Regions from separate parts of the Sus scrofa genome. Here region 2 is linked to region 1. The links are chromatin contacts, called in public Hi-C maps. All regions are on one chromosome and are shown on one strand. The core of a region is the stretch at or near the end of the contact, and the rest is flanking DNA. Distances in the headings are between cores, read along the strand shown.

Region 1 (5,200 bases), core at 510-3,009:
CAGGCATCCCCAAATGCCGTTGACCTTTTCTTTCCCTCTGATGAGTTGATGCCAGGCTTCTGGTGGCAGGGATCCAGCTCCCAGCCCCCAGGCCAGTTGCATGACCAGCCTGGCATGTCAAGGGAGTCTAGACTCCAAATGGCACAGGTCAGAGCGAACTGCCTGTGTGGGTGGTTTCTTCCCATCTGTACACTGACCGGTCAGAGCAAAGCCAAGTCAGCCCAAGTTTCAGAAGCAGAAAACTAATTCTAATTCTACCTGACACCTCTCTCCTTCCTTCAACTCAGTCATGCTGGATGCACCAAGGTAACTGCATCCTTCCAGCGTCCGTCCATCCCCCGTCCACTTACCCACCCTGTCCCTGTGCCTTCCTGGCACAGCAGTGGACACTCATTCCTTGGTCCCTTTTGTCAGCTGACATATTTGTTCCCACATCAGAACTTTTTTTTTTTTTTTTTTTTTTGGCTATACCCCCCGGCATGTGGAAGTTCCCAGGCCAGGGACCGAACCTACACCACAGCAGCAACCCATACTGCTGCAGTGAAAAGGCTGGATCCTTAACTTGCTGCACCACAGTGGGAACTCCCCATGTCAGATCTTTAAAAAAACAAAAACAAAACGAAAAAACATGCATTGAGCTCCCAACTTGTAGCTGGTTATCTGGGAAGTGATTAACAGGTACTGTCTCATTTATTTCCCACACATACCCTGGGAGGGAGGTACTAGTATTAACCCCATTTTATAGATACGAAAACAGGCTCCGTGTGATTAAGAAACTGGCCTGGATTCCACATCCAGTGAGGACTCGAGCCAGGATGGGAGGTCTCTCCAATTCTTGAACCCAGTTTGCTACCACTATGCCATCCTGTTCCCTTTGACCCAGCCCTGCGATGTTGACCTCACCCCCTTGGCTGACTCATCTTCACACAAACTCTGCTCTCTCTGCTGTTCAAGGCTGAGGTCACTCACCACCAGCGCCACCGCCACCACCACCACCACCACGACAGGCTGGCGGCTCTTCGCTACCCCGCCTGCTTCACTACCTGAAGTCCCCTTTGCGCTTCTGAGCAAAGCCGCCTGAGATTTTCAGTCTTGTTTTAATACTAAGAGGTCTGGGTTCCCAGAAGACGCTCTCCGACATAGTCATTGACTGATATGGTGAGAAAGCCTAGAGTAGCCCCACCAAAGGCTGGATTCAAAAATCCACCGGCCAGGTACCAGGCTCTCAGCATCCAGCCCGGTCACATAAACTCAGGATGCAAGGAAGGCACAGGGAGTGTTTCCCTAAGCATGTCTGAGGGCACCCTTGCCCCAAGAGATGCTATACCAAGGAAAGTTTCCAGAGTCAAATAGTTCTGGAAAACACTGTATATTCTAATTTCTGCCTAAAAGTTTGCCACACTTCAGCAAATTTTAAGTTTGAACAGTTTTTCAGTAAAGCGATTTATTTCTTTTTAACTCAGTGTTTCTTCCATTTCTCTAACCCCAGAATGCTTTCATCCTTTTTAGGTTTCACAGCATTCATGTCCAGTGGAACGGACTTTGGGAAATGCTGTTCTGGTACCTCCAGCCTCCCCTGAATCAGACGTGCTTCAGCGGCAGATCACCAGCCTGCTGGCTATAACCACCCACTCCACGGGCAGTGCCAATGGGGCCAGCAGCACGTGGTCTGGGCCCATGGAGCAGAACTCCCACTCCCACTGCCGGCGGGACCCTCTGGCCACCTCTCTGACCCCTGGACTCTGGACCCAGCTGCCAGCCCAGCCCAGAACTGACTGCCCTTGACTGGATCCCTGGCCTTCAGGCGTGGCTCGGTCCCTGGCTCCTGGTGCCCGCGCTGTCAGAAGAGTCCTGGCTGTCTGCACGCCTGCTCCCTGCCAGGGAGGACATGCTGGAGAGAGGGCCCAGGTGACACTTCCTAAGGCAGTACTTAAGCAGAGCCTCTGGATGGGGAACTGGCCTCTGTCGGAGCAGAGGCATCCAACAGCTTGCAAGGCAAAGACACAAACAGCGCCTGAGCACAAAACGCCTTCACAAACACTCGGCGTGCGAAAGAACCCACCTGTCTCTCCACCACCCCACCCACCAGGTAACACCCGCAGCAGCAGCGGCAGCAGCCACCTCCGCCTCCGCCCCAACAGCCGAAGTCATGTGAATGCTGCCAGCCTTTGCCTGTCAGCTTCTCAGAACTGGTACATTCTGTCCAGCTTAACACCCAGGACAAGAGATCGAGAAATAGTGACAACAGCAAGAATCCCAGGACAGAGTGGGGCAGGCGTGAGAGGTATACGAAATCAATACAGTCATCTGCTTCCTCCTGACATTTGCTCCTTCAAACCAGGCATCCTCTTTTCTTTCTTCCTTTCTTTCTTTCCTTTTTTTTTTGGGCCGCACCTGCGGCATATGGAGGTTTCCAGACTAGGGGTCGAATCGGAGCTGTAGCCATCGACCTACACCAGAGCCACAGGCACACCATATCCAAGCCACGTCTGCGACCCACACCACAGCTCACGGCCATGCCGGATCCTTAACCCACTGAGCAAGGCCAGGGATCGAACCTGTGTCCTCATGGAGGCTAGTCAGATTCATTTCCGCTGAGCCACGATGGGAACTCCCCAGGCATCCTCTTTTTAAGGACCTAGATTAATAAGATCCATGCCTACGGACCTTGCATGCAAACATCCATTTAAAGCAATGGCCGGATGAGGTTTTCCTGAGTGTGTGCCTGGCTGATGGGTAAACGCGTGTCTGTATGAGCCAGGGAGGGGAAGTGAGAACACAAGAAGAAGCCAAAAGGGAAGGAAGCGAGACAGCACTGCTTAAAAAAGGTACCTATTTCCCAGGATTGATAATTAACCTCAGCATCAATCACTGCTTGCCTTTCCTACCTCGACCGTATCCCCACGTTGGTTCCCCCTGCCATGAAATTTATAGCCCCTCTCTTGAAAGGCTACCCTCTACAGTAAACAGAGGACCAGAACAATAACTAGAGGGCAAAGCAATTAACCACTTCCCCAGGCTGAAGTTCCAGCCTCTTATTGCCTTGATAATTTACTCTGTAAAGTGGCAGGCACCCTGGCTCAGAGTCACATTCCAAATCTGTTTAAAAGACCCTGAATTCTGCTGAGTCTGATTTTACTCCATGAACGGGAGGAAAAGCACTAAGGTCTTCAACATCTCATTGTTTGGGGCTAAATGTCACTCACGATGCTTACTTAAAAGCCTATAATTATAATACAACTTGGTTTTCCTGCAAAGCTTCCATATCCTGGTATGCGAAGAGACAGAATCCGTGGTTGCATTGTTTTAGAGAGTCTTTGACGCAGTGGACCAAAAATTTTATGCCTGGGTGTCATCCATTCTCCAACTACATCTTCCCATTTCCACCGAGATCTTGGAGCCCTTAGGCCCAGCCTCATAGTTCTCATGGGAAGGTTGTGGAGGTTTTGAGCTTCCAGGGAAGGCACAAGAAATGGGGACACCAAGACCCAAAGGAGCCCAAATTAGATCACAGTCTGGCCAATTCTGAACCTATGAGCTCATCATCTTGCTCTGACCTCTTCTTGCCCCCAACTGCATTTCCTCCTGTTTCCTATTCAGTGAATGTCTCCACCATCCGCCACCGGCTCAAGTCACAAACACAGGGAGCATCTGGGTCTTGTCCATGTCCCTCACCACCGCCCTCGTGCACATGCAACCTGTCCCTTGCGTTCTCTCTTCTCCAGCCCCCCCAGAAGCAGCTTTGTTGAGACCACCAGCTTCCTCTGGCTGAACAACAGGCTCCTAAGTGGTCTCCCAGCCTCCAGTCTTGCTCGCTTCTGCCTGTTTTCCAGACTACAGTCAGAATGAGCTTACAGAAACACAAAACACGGTCGTGTTACCACTCTGCTTAAAATCCCTCCGAACCCACCTGTGCTCACCACGTTCACCAGCAAGGAATTCGAACCCTGATCTTGGCACCCAGTGCCCTTCAGGCTGGTCACCCCAGCCACCCCTCCTGCTTCTTTTCTTGCCACTCCCTCTCCTGCCAAATATTAAACTACTGTAGTTTCTAGAATGCAACATGGCCCGCTCATGTCTCCAGCCTTTGCACATACTATTTCCACCTTTTGGAACAATTTTCCCTCTTCCTCCTAAGTCTTATTCATTCTCCAAGTCTCAATGTATGCCTGCCTTCCTCTGGAAAACTTTCTGGAAAGGTAAAAAGCCCATCTTGCCTCCCTATTCGCACCAAGTGTTCACATAAAAACATGCTATTCCAGGAGTTCCCATCGTGGCGCAGTGGTTAACGAATCCGACTAGGTTGCGGGTTCGGTCCCTGCCCTTGCTCAGTGAGTTAACGATCCGGCATTGCCGTGAGCTGTGGTGTAGGTTGCAGACGCGGCTCAGATCCCGCGTTGCTGTGGCTCTGGTGTAGGCCGGTGGCTACAGCTCCGATTCAACCCCTAGCCTGGGAACCTCCATATGCCGCGGGAGCGGCCCAAGAAATAGCAACAACAAAAAAGACAAAAGACAAAAAAAAAACCAAAAAACAAAAAACATGCTATTCCAGAGTTGCTGTCGTGGCTCAGCAGTAACGAACTCGGCTAGTATCCGTGAGGACGTGGGTTCGATCCCTGGCCTTGATCAGAGAATTTAAGGATCTGTGCAGAGAGCTGTGGTGTAGGTCACAGACGCAGCTCAGATCCTGCATTACTGTGGCTGTGGCGTAGGCCAAGCCTCTAAACCAACCAACCCCAAAGCCAGTGGAACTTCAGTTATGAACAATAGTAAAATTACCGATTGTTTAAGCCCATTTGACCCAGGATTTCTGTCACTTCAGCTAATTTACAGGGAAGAAAGAATGTTTAACTTTCTATCAGAGTCAGTGTCACAGGAGAGCACAAAAGGGGCATTTGCTCTGAACCCCCAATCAAAGCAAGAAGCCCCTCTCCCGACTGAAAGCAATTTAAACTGCTACTGCTGTGTTCGCTGTGCAGAATACTGACTCCAGAGATCTTGTGAGCACTGAGCCCTGAGGTGGAGGCTAGAGGAGCACCTGTCCCATGGGATCATTTGACAAAGCAGATTAGGTGCTGGTGAAGCCTTGCACTTGCTCGGAGACCGATTAACCGGAACTCTTCCTAACTGCTGTACTTTGAGTGCACCTGGAAGAAGTAACGAGGGTTCAGAATTTCAAAGCTGCCACTCCATCACCCAC
Region 2 (5,231 bases), core at 318-2,817, 190 kb after region 1:
GTACCACAGTTTTCTCCAGCATAAGAGATTTCTAGCAAAACTAGAATGTAAAGGGTATTTTTTTTTTTTTTTTTTAGGCCACACCTATGGCATATGGAAGTTCCCAGGCTAGGGGGTTGAATCAGAGCTGCAGCTGCTGGCTTACACCGAAGCCACAGCAACACCAGGTCCAAGCGCATCTTTGACCTACACCACAGTTCACAGCAATGCTAGGTCCTTAACCCACTGAGCAAGGTCAGGGATTGAACCCTCATCCTCATGGATTCTAGTCAGGTTCATTATCACTGAGCCACAACAGGAACTCCCTGTTTTCTATACTTTTATCACATGGATTCATAGTAAACATTTCTTTTTTTTTTTTTTAATAGCCTAGAAAGTGAGAGTAGGGGCTTCTACCAATTAATCTGGAATTTGCCTTAAGGTTTTCCCCCCAAAATTTGGTCCTCATCTCTCAGGCTTTAAGGGTAATGAGAAGTTGTTTCCGTGCGCTTACCCTCCGTCTGTATTTCATGTTTCCTCGTAGTTGGATTTGATCACAGATCTCTTGGGCACACCATCGCTGGAAGCAATGAGGACGGCTTGTGAAGGCGCTAAGGCACACATACTCAGGGGTCCTCATAAACAGGTAAAAGCAGAGGGAGGGGCTCTGTATTTGGTAACCATCTGTTTGGGCAGAGCTTCCCGCCAACTGAATAATGAAGTGAGAATCTTTAAACAAAAACATTACTTGTAGGTTTTATTTATTTTTTGATGTTACGGCCATAAGTAAGAAAATGTTAAAATATTTGTCAAACCAAATTAAATATAGTGATTCCCAGTGCTGTAGAAGAAAGTAAATATTTTGTAGCCCCTTTGCTAATAAATGACCCCTGGCTTTTGTCTCCTGGTTTTTGATGTGTCTGGGGGAAGTTATTGGGGGTAGAGCTTTGACCTCAGTGCCACAACCTCATGCATGTATATCAAGGTATCCTTTCCGTATACTGAGCCAAAATACCTGGTATCTCTTATTCCAGCCAGAAAGGTGAAGCTGTTTCTGTTGCACTCTTGCCACAAACACAGAATCAGATGTGAATGTTGTTAGAAGTATGAAAGCATTGCCAGATTTGCACTGATCAGTATTACTTGCCACCAGCCAAGTCACTGCTGAGAAAGACAAAATGGTTATTACCTCCATCCTGTTGATTTAACAGCATTTTTTAGAAGCACTTTCCTAATCTCCCTTGGACAAAACAGCTTAATGATGTGAAGAGTAAGGGGAGTGCTTTTCTAGGATCAACAAACCAAAATAGACAAGAGAGGGTTTGAACAAGAAGACTTGGCAACGAACTCTCCTGGGCTTTGCCTTGCTTTCTTTTAAACTGGGCATTTAGATAATCTGCTTGATCATTAGATCTGGTCGATCTAATTTTTGGACCAAAGGACAGACCAAGTTTGACACTTCTCTCAAATCACCCACCAGCCAATTGGTCAAGGCCTTGCCTTTCCCTTGTCGTTCCCTCTCTGTGATTCTCATATGAGTCCAGAGTTTATATTTACACAGGCAAAAAGGGCATTGGGTCAAACGCGTTATCTTCTAAAACCAGCCCGAACCAGTAAGTGTAGATTTACTACTAGAGATGGAGGTGCTGGTGTTTATATAGCCCCCTGCTGGTCATATCCTTCTATTGCATTTAGTTTATACACATGAAATAACATGGGCCCTGACACCCGGAGAAGAGCACAGTAAAGCTCACCTAGAGGAAGGTTCTATATTAATAGAAGAAATGAACAAGATCTTTTATGTTCAATTTATTGGTCAGTATCGGGAATGCTAATTTATCAATACCTGGCACATGTACCTTCAAAGCAGATTTTTTTAAAAAATTCATTTGTATATGTGCAAATACTACGTGAGTACCTATAAAATAAAAATTTTACAAAGAGTTAGACATCCTTAGCTACCCCTCACATGCCATCCTAGTGTCTTTTGGTTTAATTTGAGAATATCTTTCCAGACATTTTTCTATGTATTTATTTACATACATTCATATAGACAGAAACATATGTTCTATTTGTTGGAACCTTTTAAAAAATATAAATATACATACACAGAAGGAGACCCTAATTGGCTGTCTTCTTAAGGTCACAGATTACTGCCTCAATATACTTAATGTTGGTTGATTGACATATATACTTCCATGTGGTATATCACTCAGGACTCTTTCTAGTTTAAGTTAAAACTGACTTAAGCATGAAGTTCCCTGGTGGCCTAGCAGTTAAGAACTCATTGTTATTGCCATGACTCAGGTTCAGTCCCTGGCCCAGGAACTTCTGCATGCCACAGACACATCTAAGGAAAAAAAGGGGGGGGGGACCCAAAACCTGACTTAAGCAAAAAAGGAACTTACTGGCTCTTATCACTGAAAAGTCTTGAGCTACCACTGACTTCAGGCTCTGCCAGATTCAGGTAGTCACGTGATGTTTTGTGCCAGGAATCTGACTCTCTTATGTTCTGTTTCCCTGTGTATTGGCTTCATTTTCAGACCAGCTTTCCCCCATGTGTTTTGCAAAAATGGAACTAGCAGTCTAAGCCTATATTGTATTAGCATATCAATCCTTCAGGAAAGAGCTTTCCCAAATAGATCCAGAAAAATATCTTGAAGCCTTCTGATTCAGTTAGGAATGTGTTTTGTTATGAGTCGTAGAAAACCTTGCTTATAATAGCTTAAAGAAATAGAAGTTTATTTTTTCCTCATATCATGAAGACCCAGAGGTAGGCAGTCTGATGGTGGCATAGCACCTCAATTACGGCATGGAAGATCTAATTTTTTTCCTTCCTTTCTGCTCTGCCATCTTTAGAATGTTGATCATACTCTCTTGCTTATTGCTTCGTGGTCACAAAATGGCTTGTCCAGAAATCATATCCATATTCAAAGCAGGAAAATGAGGAATGAGGGAGCACTAGCAGTATCTATTCCCTTTATCAGGAAAGCAAAAGTTTTCCTAGAAGCCTGCCTACCAGACCTCTACTTGTATGTCATTATCCAGAACTGTGTGATAATGTGGCCTCCCAGATGCAAGACAGGCTTTAAAAATGTGTCTCTTCTATCCCATATAATAAAAGTAGATAAAGGATAAAGGACTTGGGGGTCTTGGTAGGTTAGCCATTCCATTGGCTGTTCCCAACCTGTTTTAGGCCATGTTTCCATCCTGGAACTAGTAATATATCATCTGATTGGCCAAGCCTGGGTCAGGTGCCCATTCTTAGAGCTGGGAGATTGAAATCAAGCCCAGCCAAACCTCTTGATTTGAGAGCTAGAAAGGGAATGTTTCCCTAAAGGTCAGGAAATGATGGGCAGACAAAAAAACTGTATGGTTTTTGGTTTTTTTTTTGTCTTTTCTAGGGCTTCTCCTGCGGCATATGGAGGATCCTGGGCTAGGGTCTAATTGGAGCTGTAGCCACCAGCCTACACCACAGCCACAGCAACACTGGATCCGAGCCGAGTCTGCAACCTACACCATAGCTCACGGCAGCACCGGATCCTTAACCCACTGAGCAAGGCCAGGGATCGAATCCGCAACCTCATGGTTCCTAGTCGGATTCGTTAACCATTGCGCCACGACGGGAACTCCTTTTTTAATTTGTCTCTTTTCTGCAACTCAAAATCTTGGATGAAGGGAATCTTAGCTGCCATGGCCCGGGTGTCTATTAAGACAGATACCTGTTGAGGCATGGCCCTGTTAATAAAATTGAAAAGTCTATTTTCAGCCCTTAGTTGCTTTGTTCATCTTTTATAAGATGTAGATCTTCATTTTTACTTAACTATTCTCAGCTAGTTGTGTCAGAAATAGGTAAAATACTTTCACTGAGGTAGAAATAGTCTTGTCTCCTAACAGAGACCTTATCTTACAGTTAAGAGAATCAGAGTATGCTACAGAGTTCATTCAATTCAAACTTCTTGGAACTGTCCTACACTTTGGTGGGAGCATAAATTGGTACAACCACTATGGAAAACAGTATAGAGTTTCCTCAGAAAACTAAATATAGAACTACCATATGATCCAGCAATCCCACTCTTGGGCATATATCCAGACAAAACTATAATTCAAAAAGATACATACATCTGCATGTTCATATCAGCCCTATTCACAATGGCCAAGACATGCAAACAACCTAAATGTCCATCGACAGATGAATGGATGAAGAAAATGTGTACATATATACAGTGGAATACTGCTCGGCCATAAAAACAAAATAATGCCATTTGCAGCAACATGGATGCAACCAGAGATTATCATACTAAGGAAAGTAGGTCAGAAAGAGAAAAACAAATAACATGATAGAACTTAAATGCAGAATCTAAAATATGGCACAAATGAACAGAAACAGACTCAGACGTAGCAACAGACTTGTGGGCACCAAGGGGAAGGGGGAGGGAGTGGGATGGACTAGGAGTTGCAAACTCCATGCAAACTGTTACAGTTAGAATGGATAGGAGTTCCCGTCGTGGCGCAGTGGTTAACGAATCCGACTAGGAACCATGAGGTTGCGGGTTCGGTCCCTGCCCTTGCTCAGTGGGTAAATGATCCGGCGTTGCCGTGAGCTGTGGTGTAGGTTGCAGACGTGGCTCGGATCCCGTGTTGCTGTGGCTCTGGCGTAGGCCGGTGGCTACAGCTCCAATTCAACCCCTAGCCTGGGAACCTCCATATGCCGCGGGAGCGGCCCAAGAAATAGCAACAACAACAACAACAACAAAAAGACAAAAAGACAAAAAAAAAAAAAAAAAAAAAAAAAAAAAAAGAATGGATAAGCAGTGAGGTCCTACTGTATAGCACAGGGAATTATATCCAATCTCCTGGGATAGACCATGATGGAAGATAATATAAGAAAGGAAATGTATTTTTATGTATGACTGGGTCACTTTGCTGTATGGCAGAAATTGGCACAATATTATAAGTCAACTATATTCTAATAAAAAATTAAAAACAAACTTCTTTTCAGATGGAGGTTTCATTTGTATTAACCCCAGAGTGCTTGCTCTAATGCACTGCACATGGTGCAACTCAATTCACTCTGCAGGCACAATTGTGGTGTCTCTCCTGCCAGGTGAAAACTGTTAGGAACAGCTAACAGGCCTTGCTTAACCTGGCCTCCTCTGCTGCAGTGACCACACTCTGCAGTTGGCTCATGATGACTGTGGCACGCCATCTAGGGACTCTCACCCAGGTCCGGAAGCTCATCCTTGCTTCGT

Evidence for each region. Hi-C and Micro-C count contacts between places; a contact is called where the count stands out from the background.
Region 2: a Hi-C map of liver shows a contact between it and region 1, with 2.1 times the contacts expected there. The contact joins two enhancer-like sites. A contact is called at or near these places in 4 of 47 Hi-C or Micro-C datasets (liver and skeletal muscle).

The regions. Positions count from the first base shown.
Region 1 is chr12:44,349,237-44,354,436 of Sscrofa11.1, forward strand. No RefSeq gene overlaps it. Among named protein-coding and RNA genes, the nearest start is that of NLK, 51 kb to the right of the region's middle. Within about 2 kb of position 1,760, at least 6 of the 83 cell types and tissues checked have an H3K27ac peak or open chromatin away from gene starts, as enhancers often do. A contact at or near this core is called in liver, where this site is marked.
Region 2 is chr12:44,534,709-44,539,939 of Sscrofa11.1, forward strand. It overlaps NLK (serine/threonine-protein kinase NLK), which reads left to right. Exons shown (of 11, transcript XM_021067474.1): 7 at 524-625. Among named protein-coding and RNA genes, the nearest start is that of TMEM97, 66 kb to the right of the region's middle. Within about 2 kb of position 1,568, at least 5 of the 83 cell types and tissues checked have an H3K27ac peak or open chromatin away from gene starts, as enhancers often do. A contact at or near this core is called in liver, where this site is marked.